2 separate regions of the Mus musculus genome follow, and region 2 is linked to region 1. Evidence: chromatin contacts called from public HiChIP or PLAC-seq data. All regions are on one chromosome and are shown on one strand. The core of a region is the stretch at or near the end of the contact, and the rest is flanking DNA. Distances in the headings are between cores, read along the strand shown. Region 1 holds the start of Bod1l (biorientation of chromosomes in cell division 1-like). Region 2 overlaps Gm7854 (predicted gene 7854).

Region 1 (5,840 bases), core at 1,468-3,967:
GAGGAAGAAGAAGTGTCTAGCCTCAGAGAGACTTGAAGTGCCAGGGTGGGGGTATACCAGGGGGCCCCATCTGCTCAGGGGAGAAGGTGAAGGGGGTGGAAGAACTGTAGGATAGGGTGACTGGGAGAAGGGCAGTGAGCAGGATGCAAAGTGAATAAGTAAAAAATAAAATAAGCCAGTCCGGAGTACACAAAGTAAACAGGGCCACTGGCAAGAACTACTTAAATAGCTTTCTAAAAATAAAAATTGAACTGTGCCCCCTTCCCTTTTCTTCGGGTAACTGTAATACCCAGCCCTAGAATCTGCCCTCAAACAGAAAGAAAAAGTGCCTTTGAGACAGGCCAACGGTACAGATCGGTGACCTGGATTCTTCTCAGTCTGTCTGGGAAGTTTTTCAAGGCTAGAGCATTGCTCGAGATACATTGTATCTCCTATGTGAGATCAGTATAACTGGAGCTCCAGAATGCAAGCACTCTACTTCTAAGATTTCAGTAAGTCAAGCATCACACAGTTTAGAATATCAATCAGAAATTATCTAATTTATCATCAACTTATACCTGCATATATTTCAGAACTGATTTAGCACCTTTTGTATATTATATGTAAATAATATTTTAAAATTCTTTTTAAAAAGATTTTATATTTAATTTATGTATGTGTATATTTATTGTATGTATATAAGTATGCTGTCTTCACACACACCATAAGAGGGGATCGGATCCCATTACAGATTGTTGTGATCCACATTGTGGTTGTTTGAAATTGATCTCAGGACCTCTGGAAGAGTAGCCAGTCCTCTTAGCCTGGAGCCACAAATTCTTTTTAGCAACAAATACCTTTTATTAATTTTCAAAGTTTAGTCATTGTGCCTAATTAAATTTGTGAAGTTTTTCAGTTTTATGGATGATTCTTAGCTATTTTGGAAACGTTGAATTAATTAGGTATATACTTATATACCAAATAAACATTAAGTCTTTTTATATTATATACACACTTGACAACAGCACTTAGTGTATTGCATTTCACTGTTAGTACACTAGGAAAAACAAGTTATAATCTCATCTTGTTGTGAAAACTTATTTTGAAAAATATTTACAAAAAGAAAATTATACTAGGCAGGTGTGGTGGTACACACCTTTAATCCCCAGCACTCTGGAGACACAGCCAGGTAGATCTAAATATTGAATTCAAGGCCAGTGAAATCTACACGGCTAGACCTTGTCTCAAAAAGGAAAAAAAAAAAAAAAAAAAAAGGAACGAAGAAAGGGAGAAAGGAAGGAATTAAATTATACTTTACACCACTTTAAACTTGACTGCTTTTTTTATGTTTTTTTTTTCTTGTTGTTTGTCTCTTTTTAATTTTTTGTTTTGATTTGTTTTTGAGACAGAATTTCTCTGGCTGTCCTGGAACTCTGTAGACCTGTAGACTGGAGGGGCCTTGAACTCAAGAGATTTGCATGCCTCTGCTTCTGGATTAAAAGCACCACCACTCAGCTTTAAGAACAGATTTTAAAGACAACGCCGTCCCAGGTCAGGCGATTTCCCCCCCGCTGTGCAACTCTGTATGATTTACGTGGTTTCCTGATGTGCAAATTGGAATTAGTAGAATGTCTGAGTGTAACTACTGCTACAATGAAACACCAGGGCCAAAAGCAACTGGGGTGCGGGGTGCGGGCAATTTGGTTTATACTTTCATTATCACTGTTCATTCTCATCAGAGGAAGTCAGGACAGGAACTCAAACAGGGCAGGAACCTGGAGGCAGAAGCCAAGGCAAGGGTCCTGGAGTACTCGAGTAGCTTGCTCCCTCTGGCTTACTCTGCATACTTTCTTACAGAACTCAAGACCACCAGCCTAGGGGTAGCCCCCTCCAATGGACTGGACCCTCCTACATCAATTAATTAGTTAATCCTACATTAATTAAGAAAACATCCCACAGGCTTGCCTAGAGCCAGATCTTAGGGAGGCATTCTTCTTAACTAGGGTGCTCTCCTCATAGATGACTCTAGCTTGTGTCAAGGTGACATAAAACTAGCCCGATCATACAAGGACTCAGTCTTAGGTGTCACCCAAGGACTAAACGCCTTAACGCGTGTACGGGTCATGCCTGAGACACAACTCTATACAGATTTCACTCGCTAGTACCGTCATGTGCAGCAAAACCCTCGTAGCTTACTTAAGAGACAGTAATGGGAGGTTGTAGGTTGGAGCAAGTGAGATAGACACACCAGAAGAATGGGATGGGTGGGTGGAAAAAGAAAGAAAGAAAGAAAGAAAGAAAGAAAGAAAGAAAGAAAGAAAGAAAGAAAGAAAGAAAGAAAGAAAGAAAGAAAGAAAGAAAGAAAGAAAGAAAGAAAGAAAGAAAGAAAGAAAGAAAGAAAGAAAGAAAGAAAGAAAGAAAGAAAGAAAGAAAGAAAGAAAGAAAGTCCACGGCTGCTTCGCACTGCGGCGGGCTTGGGGCAGCCGCAACAGTGAAACTAAACCAACGCTTCACTCCTGCCTCCTCTGAGCTGAAGCTACAGGTGGAGAGCCAGCGGGCGCACGCTCCTACCCGGCTCTCTGTTTCGCTCCCCGGCGGCAGCCGCCACCACAACTTGTTCCCGCCCGTCTCAGCCTCGTGAGGGCGCCCGCGCCTCGAGGCGGCTGGAATTGGCCCGCCGCGGCCCCGGTAGCCAGACTTGAGTTGCTGCTGTCACCGCCTTTTCCTCCTTTCCCTCAGTTCCTTTTCACTTCCGGGGTTGCTCTAGATCCGCTGGTTCCGTAACAACATCCCGTTGGCTTCCCTCAGGCGGCGGGACCTGTGTAGCCGCCTTCCTCGGAGCGCCTGCCCGCCTGGGCTCGCGGGCTCCCCGGTCCGGGACGCCATGGCCACCAACCCGCAGCCGCAGCCACCGCCGCCCGCGCCTCCGCCGCCGCCACCGCAACCACAGCCGCCGCCTCCGCCGCCTGGCCCTGGGGCTGGCCCGGGAGCGAGCGGGCCGGGAAGCGCGGGGGCTGGTGCTGGGGACCCGCAGCTCGTTGCCATGATCGTAAACCACCTCAAGAGCCAGGGGCTCTTCGACCAGTTCCGCAGGGACTGCCTGGCCGATGTGGACACCAAGGTGCGGGGCTAGAGCGGCGGGCGGCGCGGGGAGTGGGGTCCCGTGTGCTCCGAGGGGCGACTTCCCCGAGCCGGACCCTCGGGACTGTCTTGCATACAGGGCTCCTTTTGCAGCTGCTTCGTTTGTTGATTTGTTTGTTTGCTTGTTTGTTTGTTTGTTAGACTTGCGGCGGTGTGCCATGCACTCTGCAAGTCTTGGAATGTTCATTCATTCCCCTGCCCTTGTGTTCCTTTCTCCGGCTAGAAACACTAGCCTGGAATGCCTATTATGTGCCAGGCAATGCTTGGCCTTAGCTAGTATACCACTGTGGTAAGCAAGACCCAAGTCGTTCCTAGGGAGACTGGTTTAGAAGCACTAAGGCAAACGGGACTCGGTTTAGAGTTCATTCTTTTGTTTTTCGAGACAAGGTTTCTCTGTGTAGCCCTGGCTGTCCTGGAACTCTGTAGACCAGGCTGGCCTTGAATTCAAATCCGCCTGCCTCTGCCTCCCAAGTGCTGGGATTAAAGGCGTGTGCCACCACTACCTACTTACTTTTTTCACCTAAATTGGTTTTTTTTTTCTACCAAAAGTTTCTTCGGCTTGTAAATGCAACAAATGTAGCGTTTGCAGATATCGTAAAACGGTAAGGCAACGATTTACAATGTATTTTGCTGGATGTTGAGGGGCGGGTGAACTTGCAAAGGTAGAGAGGCAAAGTTGGGCAGAGAAAAAAAGTGGGTTGGGAGATGGGACTGTCGTTTGATCTTTTGCAATGGCTGCCTGGCTTAGTAGTTTACTAAGATGAGAAGAGGCAGACAGACAGACAGACAGACAGAGAGAAAGAGAGGTATAGCGCATGGAGCCAGCCATTCCGTTGGAAATCTGTGGAGAGGAAATGACAGCAACTTGAAGTGAAAGAAGGAAAGGGGAGGGGGTGTGTGTTAGGTTATATGTTAGGAGACAGAGGACAGAGAGGCAAGGGTCAGCAGAAAGGTTCCCTAACCAAGCAGAAGGGGAGGGCTGCAGGCACCCAGCACCGACGTGGAAGCGAGCTTTAGCAGGGAAACTGTCATCTTGGCAGCAAGCCAAGGTTGCAGGACTAAGTCAGTGAAGTTGGTGAAAAGCTATGAAAGTGTGTCTGGAAGCAGGCGAAGGGAGAGGTGTTGGTTCCTCTTGTGGGGTATTTGTTGCTTTCATTTGGTTTTGTTTGGGGGTTTGTGTATCTGTTTACTTTTGCTTCAGTGTGGGTTGGTCTGTTGGATTGGAGTTGTGATGATGTAAGGTTTTTTTCAGACTGGCAGATCTGAATGAAGAACCTTTAAAAGAGGGGTGCTTGCAGCATCTGCATATCCTTGAGCTTTGAGGTCACCAGCACACAGCTCTGTCATCTCCTCTGTAATAAGTCCTCCGAACAACCTGAGGATATCTTCTCCAAGGACTCTGGTCCTGGGCCCGTTCCCGTAGCCTTTCCAAAATGTTGTAGGTTTTATTCACAGGGACTTCAATTAATTGAATGTGTATAGGTAGTATAATCTTCCCTTGCTTAGGGACTATCACGGCCATATTATAAAGTCCTTGCTGTTGCCTTTTGAAAAGTATTTTAATAGGAAAATATTAGGCATGGTCAGGTAAATGTTTCCCCATATAAAGCTAGTTGTTTGCAAGCAACAGGTGGGTATTACACTTTGATGTTCTTAGAAATCTGTGTGTTTGTTTTGTCACTGTGTATATTGTGTATAATAAATTTAATGTTTTAATATTTTGATGACAGGTGCAGTTTTTACAATTCAACCTGTTATTTATCTCATCTCCATTAAATATTACCATTGTCTGTGGTATCCCTGCCCAAACTTCTAAAAGTAGATTATTAAAATGTTCCTTGGGTGAAAGAAGAAAAATTGGTATGGCAGTGTAAGGAAAGCTAGGCCTTTCTCGTCAAAAGTGCTGTTTTCAATAGTTGACAGTAGTTGACTGGAGGTACTTTCATGTGGTTCAACCTTGTGCTATGTATAGAGAGGGACCACAGAATGTTCTTCTGTAGATAAAAAGCTTACGCTAGATAAGAGTGGAACAGAGAAGACACTCTCTTCCCAGAGAGCAGCACAGCGGGGCATAGTTGCTGAATCTCCTCGATAATCATTCCTTCTCTCTTCCCCTCCGTACCACTGTTTCTACCCCCCCCCCCCCATCTTCCTCACCCTTAGATAACAGATGTGTTGGTTTTAACTTAAAATATTTATAATTAAATCACATTTCTATTTTTCCTAATATGTAAAATGCAAAAGAATACTACTTAGGAATGTAGCATTTATAACAACACAATGAGTAGGCCAAAATAGAGGTACTATTCCCTACTCATATAAAGGACTGTCACTTTAATGGAACTCTTGAGTCTCATCTGCCACTTGTAGGAAGTATGGTATTCTTCACAACTGAACATGAAAGACTGGCCTGCTTTCCACCTGAAAGTCTTCCCTGTGGTATATAGGCTATGAACAGTCGGTGGATTGTGTCAGGCACATACATGTGTAACAGTAGCAGGTGCTGTCTTAGACAGTCTTCCATTCCGTGTGTCCACACCAGGGTGAGAGGTACCAGTGTCTACTTCCACTCCTGGAGCCAACAAACATAACTCTCCTGGTAGGCCTCCAGTGGTCCTGAAGCAAGAGTGTTTCTATGGCAGATTGACTATCATTCTTGAAAGAGCTGTAGCCTTGGACAGCTCCAACATCTAGCTACTCCACTAAGGCTGCTCTTTCTA
Region 2 (5,738 bases), core at 1,461-3,960, 1.3 Mb before region 1:
TCTTTGGTCCATTTGACAAGTAATGCTCATAGAATTTAGCTTGTTATTAATTAATTTTGTTCATTAATAGTTTTAAAAGCATTAAGTTCTCCCATCTCAAAAGCAAAAATTCAAGTTTGGAGAAATGCTTTACTAGTTAAGAGTAGATTATTGCTCTTATGAAGGACCTGGGTTATATGCTCAGCACCCACAAAAAGGCCTCTAACCATAACTTGAATTCCAGGAGATCCAATACTCTTTTCTGACTTCTATGGGTACCGGGTATACATATAGTGCACATACATACATATAGGCAAAATACACTCATAAACTAAAAGTAAATTATTAAAGGTAACGAGGATTATTGCTGGTATAGCAGATGCCTGTAATCATAGTCCTTGGGAGGTACAAGAAAGAACCACAAGTTCAAGGTATTCTGGTCTACCTCGTGGTCAGTCAGAGTTAAATAGAGAGACCCTATGCAAACAAACAAACAAACAAGAAACTGTTATATGTATAGTGTGGATTTATATACATAATGTTTTAATTTGAGTTGAAAATTATAGCTATATCAATATGAGCTGTATCTACTTGTAATTCCCAGCACAGAAAGCATACTATAATGAATGGCCATTTTTTTTTAAACATTTTCACCTCTAGCTCTATCCATGTCCCATTCTGCTTTTCTTTCTGTAACATTCTAGAGAAGGCTCCTGGAAGGAACTGCTCAGCTGGGGACTACACCTTCTTTTTGTTTTGGTACAGAGAGAGACCAGCTGACTGGTTTTCAGAATGAAAAGTGAGTATACAATATACATAGCCAAGTCATTCTATCATGTTTTTCTTTCTGTGGTGAGAAGCAAAAGGCTCTACTACAAGTTGGCAGCAACATGGTAGCCCTGAACCCCGATGTGGAGTTCTACTAAGAGAGAAAACTCCTACTACATTCACATTAAAGAAAGACACTTTCACTGTGTTAATCCACCACAATATGGGGGCGATTTGTTGGAGAAACTCGTGTTATCTAAACAAGCAGAATAATTGCCAGAATTACTGGAGATGAACAATAGGCAGGGAAATGTTAGAGGATGTCAAATTCAAGTCATTATAAATGTCCAGTTGCAAGTGCTGTATGGATTTGGAGAAGAGAGAGAAATGTCCAGTTAGGTTGCCATCAAGGAGAAGCATTTGCCAAAAGCCCTGAAGGACAGTTTAGGGCAAATATCATATATAGAAGAAGCCAGAGGCAAAGGGGATAATGTCCCATAGAGGGTGGCTTATCTTCTTAAACATACATGTTGAACCTATAATAGGGAGTAGTGAGAGCCAGAGATAGAGAGTACATAGAATCCAAATTGTGGAGGAACTGAAATGAGAAACAAGTTTCTGACTGCATCCCACCAACAGTGGAGAACTGATGTCCTTAGAGAAACAGCAAGGGAGATCAATGTTGCACCTGACCAAGATTTATCAACAAGTGTTACAAAAGGTGGATTCAGAGATGAAGTAACCAGAGACTGAGATGGGAATTAGATTGACTCTATAGTTTAGAGGTAAGGTTGCTAGAACTAGAGCCACAGAACAGCATTTTTGGCTAGAAATGGAAAATAAGTGGTATCAAATATGGACTCTATGTTGTTGATTGATAGGTTTCGAAGGATAGAGAGACCCCAACTACAAAATAGAATCTTGAGTTTGTTAACAGGTTCCTGGGAGGATGATGGTGATGTTAATAGAACTGAGAGTGGCAACATGAGGATGGAGGAGGAGATTGGGGATATGGTTCTCTTTTAGCCAGTGCGTTCGTTCTAAGGATCAACCCATCCATTCCCCAACACTAAGTTTACAAACGCATGACCTCTACACCCATTTATCTTCCTATGTGTGTTCTGGGACGTCTAACTTCATCTCTTCATACTTGCTGGGCAAACACTTTATGACGAAGCTACCACTTCAACCTCACGATCATATTTTAATAAGCTTTTTAATAGTCCCTATTGGTTCAGGCTATTAAGAATCACCATAGACAACACCCCTTTTCCTGGGTCCTCCAGTCAGCTCACTGGAAATTTGGCTGTGCTTTTAAAATGTGTCCTGAGTCCAGCTACTTATCATTGTCCACGAATACTGCTGTGGCCTGATGAATTGCTGTCCAAGTCATGTCTCCTCAGTGTAGCTGTGATAGTCATCTCCATGTTTCCCTTGGGTTGATATTCACACCTTTAGAATCTGCTCATGTGGTTTTGAGTAAATCTGTCTATACATGATAGATATCATGACACTCCTCTGCTAAGCCCTGCTGTGGCTATTCACATAATCTAGTAAGGGTGGTAACCCTCCCTGGCTACAGTGCCTCTGAAGGTCCTTCCCCCGAGGTTTGCCTCTCCCCTGCTCCTCATTCCTTTCTTTTTCTGTGCCTACCTCCTGGGCTTCACTACTGACCATGAATGAAGCAGGCATGGCTCCTGCCTTGTAGTCCTGTCTCTAACTATGTAGTGCCACTCACTATGTAAATTAACCTTTTCCTCCATATGTAAAGGGCCCACCCACCCTCACATCCTCCTTAGTCTCTGCTCATATGAGGCTTTCTCAGTGAGGTCTACTTTGATAAGCATACATTTGGTGTATCCAAAGTCTTCCACCATGCCAACACACACACTTTCTGCTTTCCAGCCACTGGTGACCTTGAGGAGAGAGAGGGCTTTGACTCCCTGCTGCCCTACTGCTTTTGAGAAGTGCCAGACAATTAGTGGCGACTAACAGGCACTGATGAAACTGTCTCCTATTTCAAGGCTACCTTTGTTTTAGCTTTGCTTTCAGTCAGGGTGCTGCTGTCTACCCAACCCCAGGTGCCTTCAGTTCAGGGGCCTCTTCTCCCAACCTCCTGCTGGGTGGGATTGCAGGTGTGCACACCTATCTAGCTCAAGGCTATATTCTTAATTACTAAATTATACAGCCAAAGAAGTGAGAGATAACATAAATGAATGCCCGGAATGCGTGATGCTTCTAGTAGTTTTGGAGTTTGTGGGGGCTGGGCAGTCTCTGCATCACAGGGGTCTGCCTAAAATAGAACAGGTGCATCCTAGAATTAAATTACATCCTGCACTCACCAACGCTAGACCCCTGTTACCACACAAAATGCTTCCCTCCGGTTTTGGCCCATAGTGACCACAATTGCTTCTCTTCGCCAAAAAAAAAAAAAAAAAAAAAAAAAAAAAAAAAAAAAAAAAAGCCCTTTGTCTCTTGGCTGAGGTTCAAATCCCACTGCTTTCAGTGAGACTGGGCAACAAAAAGGAGCTTCAGAGGGAAGGACAACAGTCACTTTCTTCCCCTGACTCTTCCCAGGCTGCTTCGCCTCCTCCATGCCCCCGGTTTTTGAAACCTTTTTGCTTTCTTCGCTTTGCAGGAGTCTAGCTGGCAGCCCAAAGAGGTGACTGAGAACTGGCTGTGTAAGAACAGCAGAGCTTCCTGGGAGAAACAGGCTTCATTTTTCCTGCTTTAAAAAAAAAATATGCGAGAACTCCAATGTTCTGGCAAAATTAAGGAAACCTGCAATCAGTTGCTTGGAAAAAAAAACCCAGCAAACCTGTCTGTAGTAAATTACATATTGGGACAAAGCCCCACTGACTCCCGAGGCTGCCTTCCTCCCTGCACCCCACCCTGCTGCCATCCTTAAGGTAATGTCCTTCAGACTGCACAAGCTGCATTTCAGAGACCTGCAGTCCAAACTTGACACCTAAGAACTGTGTCCCTTTAGGTAAGTCTCATGGCTTTTTGTCTGAGTTTCATGATATTATTTGTAACATGACCTTAAATCTGTTTCTTCATATTGATATGAGAAATAAACACACTTTCATCAGCTTTGTGAGTTTTTTAATTTTATGTTTAAAAATCTCAGCACTATGTAGGTATGTGTACATAGCACTCAGGCACACACATGCACATGTGCACTCACACACACACACACACACACACACACACACACTGCATGTGAAAGCAGATAAGAGCTGAGTAACTGCTGTAGTTAAAACTGACTGTACTGGGAAAGGCAGCAACAAGATAGACAGAGACATAAAATATAGATCTATGAGTGAGGATTTATTAAGGAATCTGGCTCATGTGATTATGTGGAGAAGAACCCTAATAGTCCATTGGAAAGCTAGAGACCAGCTGGTGCTGGTAGCATGGCTTCATGTCAGTCCAAAGACCTCTGACCCAGGGGAGCTAGTGCTGCTGCTGTCGGTGGCCAAAGGCCTTACGACCCAGAGACCTCAAGTACTGGAGTCCAGAGGCTAGAGAGCCTGGAGAGCTGATGTCCAAAGACCAGAAGAATGTGGGGGAGACAGAGACAGGCAGGCACACACACACGTAGACATAGGGAGAGACAGAAAGAGAATATGAGGAGAGAGAGGCAGAGAGAGAATGAGAGAGAGAGAGAGAGAGAGAGAGAGAGAGAGAGAGAGAGAGAGAGAGAGATTGAATGACTATGAGAAGAAGAGGAATCCATTCACCCCTAGCCATCTGCATAGTGCACAGGTACCCACTGACACCAAAGGCAGATCCCTGCCCTCCTATTTCTCCCGACTCTCATCCCAATCCTGTCTACAAACATTTCCACAAATGCCCCAGAAGTAGTTTTCACTAGCAGGCTAGCTAGCTCTCAATTCAGGCAAGTTGACAGCTACAACTCCCTACCATACAAACAATGGCAGGCCCTGGTTCTGTTGCTGCACTGTGGATGTGTAGGATTTTACCACCAGGGGAAGTTGGGTGAAGACTGCCCAGGTCCTCTGCCTTGTTGGCAGTATGTCCTCTGTCTGGTTAGTTCAAATACGCATTAGAGAAGTGTGTCTGATGGTTCCTTCCTCCTATACCTTCTAAGTACTTCTCCTGGGAAGTGTAATCCTTAACCATTGGATCTGTTTCTCTTAAGGCTTTGTTGCTTCTTTAGGGCAGTTACCCTCTGTCCAAGAGTGCTTCTTGGGCTCAGTGCTGAGCCGGTGTTTACAAATGTTTATTGATTCTTTCTGCTGAAAATATCAAAACAAGCAGATTTCTTTTCTAAGACATGCTAGGACCATCTGTGAAGTTTTGCAACAAAATTCACATTTTAAAAATTCTACTTTATGCTAGAGATTTCCATATACAATTCTCTTGGTGAAGCCTCATACTGATTTTATGAGGGACAAACCAAATTTTCCCACTTTCGGTATGAGAAGCATAAGCAATGGAAAGCTTGATCTATATACTCAAGACATGTAGGTCATAAATAGTTGGAATTTAAGCTAGGATTTAGACAATTTATTAATTATCAATTCCTGTTTGCCAGGAACTGTTCTCAGAGCTTGCCAGTGGTGAAATAAATACGGGTGATTAAAAAATAATAAAGCCTACGTCACCACCAAAATAATAATAAATAATAAAGTAGCAAATGTGATGTGTGAAGCAGAATTCACAGGGAATACTGAATTTGTCCAGTGTTCAAAGAAGGAGTAGAGAAATAGGATCTTTGAAAAGAGAATACTCCATGAACAGGGCCACTGGGGGGGAGGGGTCCCATAGCAGACATACACCTGGTAAATGTAAGTAGATGGCCCAAGCTGGAACAGTAAGCGCATGTAGCAGGCCAGTTCCCAGAGTCCCAGAGAGGACACTGCAAGACCCCTGTGATGAATCTGGCTTCCCCCTGAGTGATTCCAGAACACAGCAGTAGTATTTGGAGCAGATGGATTCCGTGAGCTGACTCACGCTGCCATTGG

What was found. HiChIP or PLAC-seq counts read pairs in DNA pulled down with a chosen protein or histone mark.
Region 2: a contact with region 1 is called in an H3K4me3 HiChIP or PLAC-seq map of forebrain, with 7 times the contacts expected there. The contact joins the enhancer-like site here to the promoter of Bod1l in region 1. A contact is called at or near these places in 3 of 39 promoter capture datasets (cranial neural crest, embryonic stem cells and hippocampal neurons) and 3 of 115 datasets of contacts at active chromatin or transcription factors (astrocytes, forebrain and stem cell-derived neural progenitor cells).

The regions. Positions count from the first base shown.
Region 1 is chr5:41,841,192-41,847,031 of GRCm38.p6, reverse strand. Bod1l (biorientation of chromosomes in cell division 1-like) reads left to right here and starts at 2,717. Exons shown (of 26, transcript NM_001310601.1): 1 at 2,717-3,100. The coding sequence starts at 2,864.
Region 2 is chr5:43,149,788-43,155,525 of GRCm38.p6, reverse strand. It overlaps Gm7854 (predicted gene 7854), which reads left to right. Exons shown (of 8, transcript NR_028417.2): 7 at 684-778; 8 at 3,386-3,840. Among named protein-coding and RNA genes, the nearest start is that of Gm46911, 58 kb to the left of the region's middle. Within about 2 kb of position 2,710, at least 32 of the 459 cell types and tissues checked have an H3K27ac peak or open chromatin away from gene starts, as enhancers often do. A contact at or near this core is called in forebrain, where this site is marked.